3 separate regions of the Macaca mulatta genome follow, and all the other regions are linked to region 3. Evidence: chromatin contacts called from public Hi-C and Micro-C data. All regions are on one chromosome and are shown on one strand. The core of a region is the stretch at or near the end of the contact, and the rest is flanking DNA. Distances in the headings are between cores, read along the strand shown. Region 1 holds the start of GIMAP5 (GTPase, IMAP family member 5). Region 2 has its middle 27 kb from the start of GIMAP5. Region 3 holds the start of GIMAP8 (GTPase, IMAP family member 8).

What was found. A called contact is a pair of places that touch in the nucleus more often than the background predicts.
Region 1: a contact with region 3 is called in a Hi-C map of liver, with 4 times the contacts expected there. The contact joins the promoter of GIMAP5 here to the promoter of GIMAP8 in region 3. A contact is called at or near these places in 2 of 14 Hi-C or Micro-C datasets (CD4 T cells and liver).
Region 2: a contact with region 3 is called in a Micro-C map of CD4 T cells, with 17 times the contacts expected there. The contact joins the enhancer-like site here to the promoter of GIMAP8 in region 3. A contact is called at or near these places in 2 of 14 Hi-C or Micro-C datasets (CD4 T cells and blood).

What each region holds. Positions count from the first base shown.
Region 1 is chr3:190,160,785-190,165,462 of T2T-MMU8v2.0, reverse strand. GIMAP5 (GTPase, IMAP family member 5) reads right to left here and starts at 1,269. Exons shown (of 4, transcript XM_077997714.1): 1 at 1,160-1,269; 2 at 580-785. The coding sequence starts at 621.
Region 2 is chr3:190,188,755-190,193,647 of T2T-MMU8v2.0, reverse strand. No RefSeq gene overlaps it. Among named protein-coding and RNA genes, the nearest start is that of GIMAP5, 27 kb to the right of the region's middle. Within about 2 kb of position 1,902, at least 7 of the 40 cell types and tissues checked have an H3K27ac peak or open chromatin away from gene starts, as enhancers often do. A contact at or near this core is called in CD4 T cells and blood, where this site is marked.
Region 3 is chr3:189,837,738-189,842,090 of T2T-MMU8v2.0, reverse strand. GIMAP8 (GTPase, IMAP family member 8) reads right to left here and starts at 2,976. Exons shown (of 5, transcript XM_001098321.5): 1 at 2,380-2,976.

The DNA of each region.
Region 1 (4,678 bases), core at 20-2,519, 330 kb before region 3:
TGAAAGTCACAAGAAAAGGTCCACTCAGGGGTCTTGTTTGGAACATGAGGTTCCTGGGGTGGGAAAATATCCTACACTTGCCCTGGGGAGCCCTAAGAATCCATCCTCAGCTCCCAGGCTTGTCTGAGACATAGTGCGTGTCTGGCTGGTCTGGGACAGGAGAAATTAGGAGGGTAAATTTGAGAAGAATGCCCCAGCATGCTAGGGGAGATGGGGAAAGCCTGTTACCCTCTGGGAGCTTCAGTTTCCCCATCTGTCCCACTGGGAGAGGATCAGTTCAGCCTTACTCCCTGAGAGTTTCATGGAGATCGACTTGGCTAAGTAATGGGCAATGGGGCAGCAAAGCCCGCTGCCTGGGACTGGGCTGTGAGTGGAGGCGCAGATTCTTTAGGCTGTGCTCCACCAGCTGCGCACCTGCTGATGCCCACAACACTCACCACCATTGCCCCGTTTTACTGACCAGGGAACCCAGAAGTGAGGGGATCTGTGCAAGGTCACGTCAGAAATGAACAGCTGTGACCAAACTGTGATCCTTCTGATTCCCCAAGTCTCTGTGAGCATAAACCCAGTTCTCCTTACCAGAAACGGCTGTTGTGCCCTGTCCTCCAGGGTGGCGGTCATGTAGGCTCTGGCCGGCTGGTCCTCTCTCAGGAAGGTGAAGTGACAGCAGAGAGAGCCCTGCTCTGTGGTCTGTGTGTGGGGAGGCTATTCGCAGGGCTGAGGGAGGCTGAGCAGATGCAGTTAAGGAGGAGCCACGTGCAGGGGCTGAAAGCTCCATGACTCAGCTGCAAAAAAAGAAGAGTAGAGATTATGGAGTGTGCCCCCCACACCCATGTGGACTAGGACACCCTGGTATTGGCTGGAAACTGATTGGGAACAAGCCCCTGAAAACCAGCCGAATGTGCTGCCTCCTTAATGGGCCACTTCCTGTCATGAGCCTGCCCTGGGACAGTGTGCCCCGTGCTATTTCCTTTTTATTTTTGACTGTTTCAAGCAAGCAGTGTTTGGAAGAAGGAGATATGAAGGGAATTATAGACTCTCCCACTTCCAAGTTCAGAAAAGGCCCCTGGTGACTGGAAAGTCCTGGGCAGCAGCTGCTGCCCTCAGCACCCATCACTGGGGCACCTGCTCCTCCCAGCACTCTTGGGCCCCTTCTCACAGGCTCTGCTTCTGGAAAGCTTCTGCTAACCAGGATCAGAAAGGCACTCTGGTCCACAGAGGACCAGAACAAGCCCTCACAGGGTTTGACTCTTGGCTTGTGAGTTACCCTGGCAAGCTGTCTTCCACGTGATGGAGCCCTCCCTGTGGGGACATTGTGGAGTCCACGTGTCAGTTTATCTGGTAAGGGTTGAAAGCAGGGTGATAGAACCTCTATTTTTTAACTGATTGGGAAAGCAGTGGACATAAAGCTGATTGCCATTTAAGATTAGAGCAGTGGACATAAAGCAATTATGAGATGGAGAACACAATGGGACGTAGGCAGAGGGCCATCAGGGCCAAGAGAATCCCCACATCCCTCGTTGTTGACATTTGAAGTGGAGCTTACAGTCATATCATAACAATTGTCTAAGACTTGATGGGTAAAACAATTTTAAACAATCCCCTGCCAGCCTAGAAAACCTCTCCACAGAGGCAGAAGAGAAAGAAAACAATTTTATTGAACGTGCATTGAACCAGAATGTGATCTGGATCCCAGACAATCCAGGAAGAGATTGCAAAGACGGAGAGGGATGTCACCTGGTCATATAGCCAGGCAGGTGCCACCCATTACACACGTGTTCTCAAGCTAAACCGTAGCTAGTACTCAAGTAAGAGGACTTGACAGTACCCTTTGTCATACATAGTTCATCCTAAACTCACTCAGTAATCATCTGTGTTAGCTAATTGTCTTTTTCCAGAGGAAAAGGAAACTTCTCACATCCTCTATGGCAAGAGGAAGATTTGCAACTCAGGAAGGTGCTGGCAGATGTCAGGCTCCTACCGAAGTTAAGTTAGGCTCCTAAATTAGGCCCCTGCTTTCCCACGGAGACTGGGAGGTGGGGACGCTACCTTCCCTGATGTTTGCGTTTCAAAGGGATGGCTTCCAGGTGCTCTAAAGACAGTCCTGGGCTGTCAAACAGCTTTTAAAAAGATTGCATTACAAAGGGTGGAGAAAGAATTCACACTTACAAGCTTTCTAAATAAAATACTCTAAGAAGGGAGGGGTAATTCTTTTCCACTTTGTTTTTTTCCCCAGAAAAGAGAATTAACATTTTTTCCTTATATTTGACTTTTATTGGTCCTTACACTTTTAAATTCTTCAAGGACTTTCAAGCTAGTCAGCACTCATAATTTGTGTGAATTGAGCAGAGCAGGGCAGGAAGTGGGCTGTAATCTGACCAGGATTTCACCCTTATTAGATAGGGACCAGGTACTCCCCCAGCAACTGCCTGGAATCCCTAAAAAATTTGATGGACAGAGTTCACATCAAAATCTTATAGACACTGAGGGGCACGGATGCTAACCATTCTTATCAATGTAGCAAATTCACTTCATTCTAGTGACATCTTCAAACTCCCTCTCTTCTTTCCTTGTGGTTTGGACTATTCGCAAACATTATATTTATCCACTTAACTGGGTGCTCTGGCACCCCGGCTAAGGACTGATTTTCTGCTTTGAGTTCTGGTCTCTAAGTCTTATCTTTTTTTTCTCTAGTAGTTCCCAGGCTCCTCTTATGGCTCAAAGAGACCTCAGAGAGTCAGTGATGAAATGTGTTAACTGGTCTCTATCAGTTTTCTGGATGAGATCGTGGGCTTTATAGAGGCCAGGGACTGTCTTCAGGTCAGGATCTTGCTAGAACTTAGCCCTAAAAAGTGCTCAAAAATACTTACCGAATAAATGAGTAAAACATATGACTTAAATGCTCTAACTCTTCCCTCATGTCCCCCTTTGTAGTTACATTTAGTGCTAGCAGAATAATCTTAGGTAGCTACTTTTAGAAAGCAGGACTGTAGAAATTCATATATATCCAGATATGAAAGTATTTCCAAAACTAGACTCTTTGTGCCTTTTCCCACACCCTCTCTATTCCTCTGTTCAGATTTGCAAAACAAACAAACAAACAAACAAACAAACAAACCCCCAGGAAACCTGGGACACCTAGGAAGTGTCCATTTTCCTTATCCTTCTGTTCAACACCAAATTCAATGCCTTTTCAGCCTGGACAGAGACAGTTATCTACCAAACCTGACATAGTACAAAACGTGATGAATCATTGCTGAAAGCAGGTCTCTATCCATCCCCAGCCACCTCTGCTATCCCTGTTCTCGCTCTGCGATGCTCCCTGGTGCACAGAACTGGGCACGCTGAGTTGCAACTCATGCGCTCTAGTTATGTGATGAAGTTTCTGGAGTTCTGAGCGCAGTAGCCATCTCAGGGTAGATACCTGTAGGCTGCCCTGAGAATCAGCTTTATTAAGCTAAGGAGATGCCAAAGCTCCATCTCAGAGACATTTTGGGCAGCCACCTTCCCTATCAACTTGGAGTGATTCAAGGACCTCAGGGTTCACGCCTTGGACCTTCTGTTTCAAATGGAAGATAGACAATTATTGCCTTCTGATGAAGAAGGAAGGAAGAATAAGGGAAAGAGGTGGTGCGACATTTACCACTTTCTCTGGGCTGAGGTCCTAGGTGACCAACCGGCCAACTGGCCCTGAATTTGACTGGATTTAGTACTACAAGGCCCACATCCTGGGAAACCCCTTAGTCCCAGTCAAATTGAGCCTGTTGGTCACCACATGGTCTCCTAACACTTAGTCATGCTTGCTCTCTTTCACCGTCTTGCCTCTGTCTCTTCATCCATCATCTCACCCTATTCCACGAAGGTCTCCCATGAACATGACTAGTAGGAAATGTGGAAATGAAACCCCAAGCCAGAGTTGGGAGGGGCTGAAGCCAAATGCTGAAGTGTGATTTCTCTTCCTTGTCTGTAGTCACTCTAAAAAAAGTTCTTTCTTGGAACTTTTTTAGAACATTGTGTTCTTATGAAAATCAAAGAGCAGGTAAAAGTTGCTGAAAAAAAGTATTAAAATGCAGGCATTTCTGTATTATCAACATTATCATTTCCTTTGTTTCTGGACAAGGTCATAGCTACTCTTTTCAGAACTGAGAGGGGCCAGGTCAGGGGCACCTAATTGGAGGTGAGAAAAGGAGCCTCCTGGATCAGGGTGTTCTACAGAGACCACACCTGCTGAAGAGGCTTCATGCGGGTGGGGGGCGGGGGGCAGAAATCATCTAGGGGTGAGTCCAGGAGGTAGAGTTGAGGATTCAGAAACATCCAGGTCAATAAAAGGGGCAGCTATTTGAGCCCACAGTTGACACACAACATGGAGGAAGGATTAATGTTGCCATGAAGTACACTCTAAGTATCTAAATATTGCATATTTAAAGCAAATTTACCCTATTCTCCTGAGCCTTTGCACACTAGACCCAATGGGTGGTAAGTCCAGACAGCACCCATGGGAAGCAGACAAAAAGCTACCCTCTTAAGGAATCTGAAATCTTATTACAGAGACAAGACTTACGCGAATGAAAGACAATGAGTAAGGGTCCTAAATGAATGTTTTGGACAAGTGTATTTCATACACCCCATTATAGAGCATTAAAAAATGAAATAGAGCAGAAGAGAAACTATCAAAATT
Region 2 (4,893 bases), core at 653-3,152, 350 kb before region 3:
TTATTATTACATGAGACTCACTTCACACCTTCATATTACTCATATAATTTTAATCTAATGACAACTTAGTCATCTTGGCTGTCTCTCCAATGTATTATATAATAAGTTCTTATAGGGTAGGGAGTTTACCGTATGCAAGTGACCCTTGTTCTTCTCTCCTACCCCTTTCCTCCCTGTTTTCCTCTTCCCCTCTTTCTCACTCTCTTCTCTTTTTATCCCTTCTCACCTCCTTTCTCCCTATCCTACATTCTTTTACTCCCTCTTTCCTCATCTTATTTTTTTAATCTCCCCCTTTTTTAAATTAATAGGTTTTATTTTAAAAAGCAGTTTTAGGTTTACAGAAAAATGGGAATGATAAATACTGGCAGTTCCCCTATACTCCTCACCGTCTGCCCCAACAATTTCCCCTATTAGTAACATCTTGCCTTAGTGTGGTACATTTGTTGTAACTGATGAGCCAATATTGATAAATTATTATTAATTAAAGTTCATAGTTTACATTAAAATTCAGCCTTGGTGTTGTATATTCTATGGGCTTTGATGAATGTGTAGTGACATGTATCTACCATTACAGTATCATACAGAATAGTTTCACTACCCCAAAAATTCCCTATATTCCACCTATCCATCTCTCCCTCCATCCCCTGGAACTGCCAGCAACCACTGATTGGTTTACGGTCTCTGTCATTTTGTCTTTTACAGAATGCCATTTAGCTGGAATCATACAGTATATAGCCTTTTCAGATTAACTTAGTTCACTTAGCAATATGCATTTAAGTTTTCTTTATGCTTTCTCATGACTTGTTAGCTCAGTTACTTTTTGATTGAATAAGATTCCATGGTCTAGATGTGCCACACTTTATCCATACGCCTATTGAAAGACCATCTTGGTTGTTTCTAAGTTTTGACAATTATGAATAAAGCTGCTATAAACCTTAGTGGGCAGATTTTTGTGTGGACATAAGTAATATATTTTTAAATAATGGGATGAGAAAGGAGAGCTTTCTAAGAATGACAGTGCCATAAAAAAACATTTGTTCAAATTTCCAGACAGCAAAAAAGTCACATTACAAACTTAAGAGACAAACAGCAGGGGGTGGTATTTGCAAAATATGTGACCATAGTTGACAGTTCTATTTTTCAGTACACTGTGAACTTAAAGGAGATAAGATTCTCAAACTCTTTGACTATTTTATTTTATTATATTTTATTTTATTACCTGCATGTCTGTGGTAGGAGAGAGACATATCAGTGATTCTCTTTAGATTTGTCCAAAACGTCTTATAGGAATTTAGACCTGTTAGGAATTACCAGATTTCTATTTACATCTCACTGTTAGGAAAACACATTTCGAAATGAAACCACCATAATTCTACAGACTTTTAGAGAGGAAAAGTTATAACTATTATTATATGAAAAGTTAACATTACAATATTAATATGAGAGAATATTTTGGAAGTCAAATGCAGCTTTCATTGCAAAGTGCGAATTGTATATGTTATCTGCGTTAGAACCACCCTCCTCTCCAAACTAAATCAAAGAATCAAGAGTTACCCGCATCTCACTCTCTCACTTATAATTTCTTTAAAAACTGAATCCATCTAAATGCAAATGTGCAAGTAATTGATCCAGCTCTGCTTCATTCACCTGAGAAAGTTCCCGGAGAGGAGCTCCATGCCCTCCCGCTCCCACCACCACAACACAGAAGCTCCCAGCATGACCAGGGCCATTCTCTTCCCTTCTCCCAAGCCCCTTGTTAAGTGCTTGTCACTTTGGCTAAATCACATCATGAATGGGGTTAGATGTCTTCCTGGTCCCTGTGGAAATGAAATCCTCCTGGGTGGGGAAATCTCCTAAGCCTGGCCCCCCGCCTCAGGTCAGAGCACAGGTAACATGAGGGCAGGGCATTTGGCAGAAGTAAGAGGGAGCCATAGAATGTTTCAAGCAAGATGCCTGCTCCTTGTGCAGTGGAACACCGAGAGTGCCCTTGGGTTCAGTCCTCACTGCCATCTAGAATTCAATATAGGAAACTCTCTTGGCCAGGCTCACACCTATAACTCCAGCACTTTGGGAGGCTGAAGCAGGTGTATCACTTGAGCTCAGGAGTTCAAGACTAGCTTGGGCAACATAGGGAGACCCCATTTCTTAAAAAAATAAACAAAAATAAGAAATTGTCTTTATGGTGCACTGCAGATGGTGGCTGGGAGATGTGTATATGTTCAGCCTGGGCCAGTAACAGGCAGCTGTTGGCCAGCCCTGGGATGCAGCCGTACTCAGATGTTTAGTGGCTTTTCTGGGTATCAGTGCTCCTGCTAATTCTGGTAAAAAGATTGTTTTGCATAAAAGATCACAGAGGTGTGGTGGGAAAAGGAAGTAGAGCTGTTTTACAAACAGCTTCTTACCCTGGCTGTCTCTCAGCGCTTTGAGTCACCCACTGAGGGCGGCTTTGTACGGAAACCCACACACATTGTTATTTTCCTGTTCTCAGGAACATGGTCCCTTTCTCTCTAGCAGACCAAATTTGTGGCCAGGTTTATCATGTCTCATTGCTCTTGTGTTTTTATAAAGGGCCGGTAAGCCAATGAGAGAGACTGCCTAGGAGAGGGAGGGTTGCTCCGAGGCCATCTGTAGACCTTGTAAGAAATTCCAGGACCTGGAAGATAACAAGGTTTCTTTTGTTTTCTTTCATTTTCTCTTCTCTCCCCCACTTCCACCCTCAGTTCTACTAGTAACAGTCTGTGCCAGCCTGGACAAGACACTTGATCTTTCTAAACCTCAGTTTCTTTATTCCTGATTTAGGAGAAAAAATCATATACCCTAAAGTCCCAGATATGTGCCAACTGAAAATATGACTGATACTATATTTTTAAGAACCTAAAATCTGGAATAGAATGAGCTCAGATGGTACCCCTATGGTGATACGAATGAGCTTATTTCTTGTGTTTGTGCAAGAGCATTTTCATATATGCACGCAGTGGCTGCTGCACCCCCTATGTGGGTACACATATGGCTTCCCCACAAATTGCAGGACAAGGAAAGATCACCTGAACATCCTTCCCCCACCCTGGTCTTCCCCAGTAGTTATAGGATAGTCTTTGAAGAACAGGCTGAAAATTCACCTTTTGATTTTAATCTTATTTTATTCCCATTGCCTTTTGTTGTTGATTATACCACTCAGCTTGATGGAAGTAGTTTCCATTTTAAAGACTGGAGAAAGATTTCAGGAATAAGACTCAAGATGAACTGCAGATTTTTAAATATATATATATATATAACTGTGTGTATATATATACAGTTACATTTATGCATACATTTTTCAAAGCAGTTTCAGGTTTACAGAACAATGGGAATGAAAAATACTGAGAGTTCCCCTATACTCCTCACCGTTTGCCCCAATAATTTCCCCTATTACTAACATCCTGCCTTAATGAGGTATTTTATATATATATATATATGAAGAATTAGTTAAAACCCCGCTGTTAGCAAGAATGAAGTCATAGATGGCAAGGGCCATCTAGGCATTACTAGGCAGTTACCCTGACTCATAACCCTCTAACTGGCAGATCCTCACAGCTGCACATTATGTTTCTCTAATCAGCATGCCATTTATCTTTTGGAAACTCCAGTGAGGGAAATAGAAAGAATGTTATTGCTACTTTTGGCAAATGAGAGTAAGATAATCTGTCCAAGGTCAACCACTAGTTTCAGAGCATTTCACAGTTTTTCCAGTGGGGATCTCCACCTTCCCCTTCTCCACCACGCCCCTTACAGTGGAGGGAACCATTCTTTACTCTCATTAGCTCAGAGATGATGCTCTTTCCCAGTTTGAGGCAGGAGCTGTTTCCTTCCTTCCTTCCTTCCTTCCTTCCTTCCTTCCTTCCTTCCTTCCTTCCTTCCTTCCTTCCTTCCTTCCTTCCTTCCTCCCTTCCTCCCTTCCTCCCTTCCTTCCTTCTTCCTTTCTTCCTTCCTTTCTTTTTCTTTCTTTCTTTTTGAGACAGGGTCTCGCTCTGTCACCCAGGCTGGAGTGCAGTGGCGTGAGCTCGGCTCACTGCAAGCTCCAGCTCCTGGGTTCACGCTGGGACTACAGGCGCCCGCCACAACGCCCAGCTAATTTTTTTTTTTTTTTGTATTTTTAGTAGAGACGGAGTTTCACCGTATTAGCCAAGATGGTCTCAGTCTCCTGACCTCAAGCGATCAGCCCGCCTCGGCCTCCCAGAGCATTTTTGTTTTTATTAAAAGAATAAAAGGTCTTATCCAAAATCAAGTATCATAACCATTAAGCACAGATGTATCTTTCTAACATTCCCTAAATTCTCAATGTTAATCACGTGATAGGGAAAAATGACCAAAATGCTCAATTTCTGCAATAATGTCACCTATATGACTCACTGCAACCTCGGCCTCCTGGGCTCAAGTGATCCTCCTATGTCAGCCTCCTGAGTAGCTGAGACTATAGGCCTGCACCACTGTGCCAGGTTAATTTTTGTTTTGTTTTATGCTTTGGTAGAGATGGGATTTTGCCATGTGGCCCAGGTGATCCTCCAGTCTCGGCCTCCTTCTCAAAGTGCTGGGATTACAGGCATTAGCCACCGTGCCTGAACAGGTTAAACTGGTCCAACCATATTCCATGGGTGAGGCATTTAATACCATTTTAAAAAGAATTAATGGAAAGATTGATGGGTATAAGATGAGTGAGGTGAGTTGATGGCCAACCCAGAATAGGCATTTTTTTTTGGAGGGGGCTATGATAGTGCAGTCCAGAGGGCTGGTGTGGCACTTGGGTGGGGTTCCCTGTAGTGGCGGTTTGGGCTAGAGGGACAGCACTGTGACTGGAGAGGAAAAACACCTCAATAAAATAATTGAGGAAAATGAGAACAATCCTGGTGCTTCTGA
Region 3 (4,353 bases), core at 1,727-4,226:
CATACCTTTTCAAAAAATGGGGTCTGTGGCACTCAGGGAAGAGGCCGCACTGCAGGGAATGACCCAGGGAGGTAGTAAAGGCAGTGGCACAGCTCACTTTCAAAAAGGGCGAGGCGAAGCCCATGAGGGCCTTGACAGAGGCCTCTCTCTGGAATCATCTGGATGGCTGCACGGCACAAGGCAGAGCCCACCACAGCCTCAAACACCTCAGAACCGCAGAACCATCCACCAGGGGAAAAATACTTCTGGTGGGTTCAAACCTAATCAGCACCAGGGTCTTCTAAGATCATCTTTCACCCAGATACACCCTATGGAGAGAAGCTTTCACGCTAATGCCCTATCTCTATCTCCTGTCTGTCCTCAATTTTCTAAATAACATTGATTCTATCTGATATTATTTATTATTTTATAATTATTTATTAATTTTATTTTTAAATTTCTAAATTTTCTCTGTACTACCCCTGGTACAAAGCTCCATAATGGCATATGCCAAAACTCCAAACATGCCTGTTTTGTTCTGTGTCCCCAGGCCCTAACATTGTGCCTGGCATGTAGTATATGCTCAATACGTGGTGTTAAATGAATGGTCGATCACAGGAGAGACAGAAATATGAAGAAAAGAAGAAAAACGGTTTTTAGAACTGAGAGGAAGGCCGAGCACAGTGGCTCACTCCTGTAATCCCAACACTTTCGGAGGCCAAGGCGGGCAGATCCCTTGAGATCAGGAATTTGAGACCAGCCTAGTCAACATGATGAAACCCCATATTTATTAAAAGTACAAAAATTAGCCGGGCATGGTGGTGGGTGCCTGTAGTTCCAGCTACTTGGGAGGCTGAAGCAGGAGAATTGCTTGAAATCTGGAAGGCAGAGGTTGCAGTGAGCTGAGATCACACCACTGCACTCCACCCTGGGCGACAGAGCGAGACTCCGTCTCAAAGCAAAAAAAAAAAAAAAGAACTGAGAAGCAGACAAAAGAGATGTCACTTTGAATAGTAAAAGGGAAGTGACTTAAATTGTGTGTGTGTGTATATATATATATATGCAAGTGAAGTGAGATGTCTCTGCAAATTAATGTAAGAAAAAAAGACACTAGTGAGTAAACAGCAAGCTGAAGGAAGCAGAGGCCTCCCACAGGCCTGAAGAAGAAAGAAATTTCTTTCCCAATTAGGCGGCACAGCCTTGCATGGTTCCCCAGCAGAGTATGACCAAACCGATGAATCTTTGCTGGACTCCTGCCTGCAGCTCCACATGATGTCAAGACCTGCACACACACGCACACACACATGCACGCACACATGCACACTCCTACCACACATACAGCTTCCCAGCTGGTAGCCCTTCAGCCCAGCATGTAGAAAGTGCACTTAAGGACAAAAAGGAACCCAAACTCACCCTCCCTCACGCTCTGCCAGCCCACGTTTCCCTCTGCTCAATCTCCCAGGCCACTCTGGAGGCCCCAGCAGAGCAACTGAGAGAAAAAGAGAGCGTTCTTCCTGTAATTCACTGAAGACTGTAAAGGCAGCCTCCGCCTCCTTCTCAGGAAACAGCCCAAGGCAAATGTGGACTCAGGCATCTGAGCACAGCGTCCAGCCATGCGAGGATTCATCCCACATCTAGTCACAGTTCCCACTTATAGAGCAGGGTGGTCAGAGATGGCTCCAGAGCCCAGCGTGGGGGAGACCTTAGGCCCAGCCCAGCAGGGCAACCATCAAGAGGAAGGGAAGGGGTTAACTGCTGAGGGCCAGGTTGGCTGAAATGTAGATGAAATGAGAAATACTGTTTTTGGTAAGGTATTGACCCCTCCAATGCCCAGTTCACAGAATCCTAACTGTGCAAGGGGCAGGAAATACCAGAAAAGCAGACATGGAAAAATCAGCATCCCCCCACCCCCTGCTTTAGGAGCGCCGCTGGCTTCCTCCTGGGGGCTGCTCTGCGGCACCATCTAGCTTCATGGGACTTCTGACAGGCTCCTTCCGCCTGCTTCTTCCTCCCTTCTGCCAGCCTCAGCCCTCCTCCTCTTCAGGGCTCACGCCCACTCCCCCACGCAACTTCTGTCAGGACAGCCACTCTCACCGATGTCTGGGAATGTGCCTCTGTCCCCATCCTGCGGAATCTGCTCCCCACCAGGCTGGGGAGACACGCTTTGGACCAGGAGGAAAGCTTTCCAGGGTCCCTGCGATCCAACCCCACAAGCAGCCTCTTCTCCCATGGCTGAACAGGCGACCTTCCCGGTGCCAAGCCCATCCTCCCCCACAGCTATGCACCAGCACACACATCTACACACGTGTGCACACGTCACACATGCACTGCAGTCCTGTCCCATGGCGTCCCAGTCTCCAGGCTCTGCAATCCACCTGGCTCCATCCCTCCATCTCTCACCTGGGTGGAAGCAGCTGCTGGTCCCCCAGGGCACAGGATGTGAGGAGGGCGAGGAGGGTGAGGGGAGAACACCGGAGAGCAACCCTCTTCCCAGGCCTGGTCCTCCTGGCAGGAGGGTTTCGGGTGTTTCTGCAAAGGAAGAGATTTCTAGAAACAGCCTTCACAATCACAGAGGCATGCAGTTGGAGAGGAAGTTCCGTGTGCAGGCCACAGGCTCAGCACGTCAAGAGCCATCAGGGCTCAGGGAGGAGCCAGCATTGGGGACACACGTGCCTTCCCTGGGTGCTGAGTGCCTTGTGGAGTCACAACACAGCAGAAACTGAGGAGCCTGGCCTCTCCCGCAGCTGTAGACTGAGAGGAGGGAGGAGAAATGACAGCAGAGACTTGGCCAGGGGCTGGGGCACCGGGGCGGGTGCCAGGCTGAGCTTCAGAAGGGCTGCAAGAACAGGGGCTTGGATAGGGCAGGAGAAGGACGTCAAGCCGGTTCCTGTTCCTGAGAGGACAGAGATTGGGGCTCCGCTACAGGCTCCGAGCAAAGCCAGCTCCTGGCCTCTGTGTGCTCTGAAGTGGCCTTTAGGACTTCCTCTAACAAGTCCTTCCTCGCTTCCCTTGCCTTCCCTAAAACCCACAACCCAGGGAACTCCGAGCCTGACAGACCAGCGCTGCTTCTCAGGGAATGAATGCTTTTCCCCAGCTTGCAAAACATGTGAAATGCCATGCTTCGATGCTTTCAAATATTTCACAAAATGAAACCCCTTTTGTGAAAGAACATAGTGTCCCAAATCCCTGGTCTCTACTTCATAAGGAAGTCAAACACGGAGGAAGACTTCTTTAAAAACCTTTACTGGGGTAAAAATGATGTAACATTAAATGTACCATCTTAACCACGGTAGAAAGTACATTCACATTGTTGTGTGCCAGGTCTGCAGGACTTTTCATCCTGCAGCACCCAGATTCTCCCCATTACACCCCAACTCCCCTCCCCAAACCCCAGCCCGGGTAACCACCGTTCTACTTTCCATTTCTATGATTTTTTTTTTTTTTTTTTTTTTTTTTGAGACAGAGTCTTGCTCTGTTCCCCAGGCTGGAGTGCAATGGTGAGATCTCGGCTCACTACAACCTCCACCTCCCAAGTTCAAGCTATTCTCCTGCCTCAGCCTCCCGAGTAGCTGGGATTAGGCATCCGCCACCACACATGGCTAATATTTGTATTTTTAGTAGAAATGGGGTTTGCCATGTTGGCCAGGCTGGTCTTGAACTCCTAACCTCAAGTGATCCACCTGCCTCGGCCTTCCAAAGTGCTGGGATTACAGGTGTGAGCCACCACGCCTGGCCTGTTTCTATGATTTTTGGCAACGTCAGATACTCATGTGAGTGGAGTCCCACAATGTCTGCCCTTCTGAGACTGAGCAGAATGCCCTCGAGGTTCGTCCAAGTGAGTGCGGAACCGTCTGCACTCTGCACGCCGGGCTGTCTTCACGGAATGCAGAGGCTGGGGCCTCGAGGGACTGGAGCTCACTGCAGTTTTCCAAATGTCTGAGGTGGTGCTGAGCTTTCCAAAGGGACCCCACAGAAGGAGGAGCAGTGGGGGTAGCTGAAGTAGAGGGGCATGCTTCAGATATGAAGTCTCTATAGTAGTCAAAACCACAGGCTTTGGGGTGCTGCTGTCAGCCTATCACATCCCAAGGGATCCACCCTCTCCGTGGACTGGTCTTCATGCGCCAGCCTTGAGGGCTGCTCTACCTTGTTATGAACCTGAAGGAAACCCTGGTTATGCTGGGATGGCCCAAGAAGAGGTTTGGGGACACACAGGACACATCTTGATGGGGAAAACTGACAAAGCCCCTCCTCCCATGTCCCACTCCACCTGCCTCCTCATTAAAAGAGGATCTATTTTGGAAGAACCCCCACCCTTCCTTTGCAGTAGGTCAATGCACATAAAATCAACTCATTAAAATGATAAGACAAAAACCC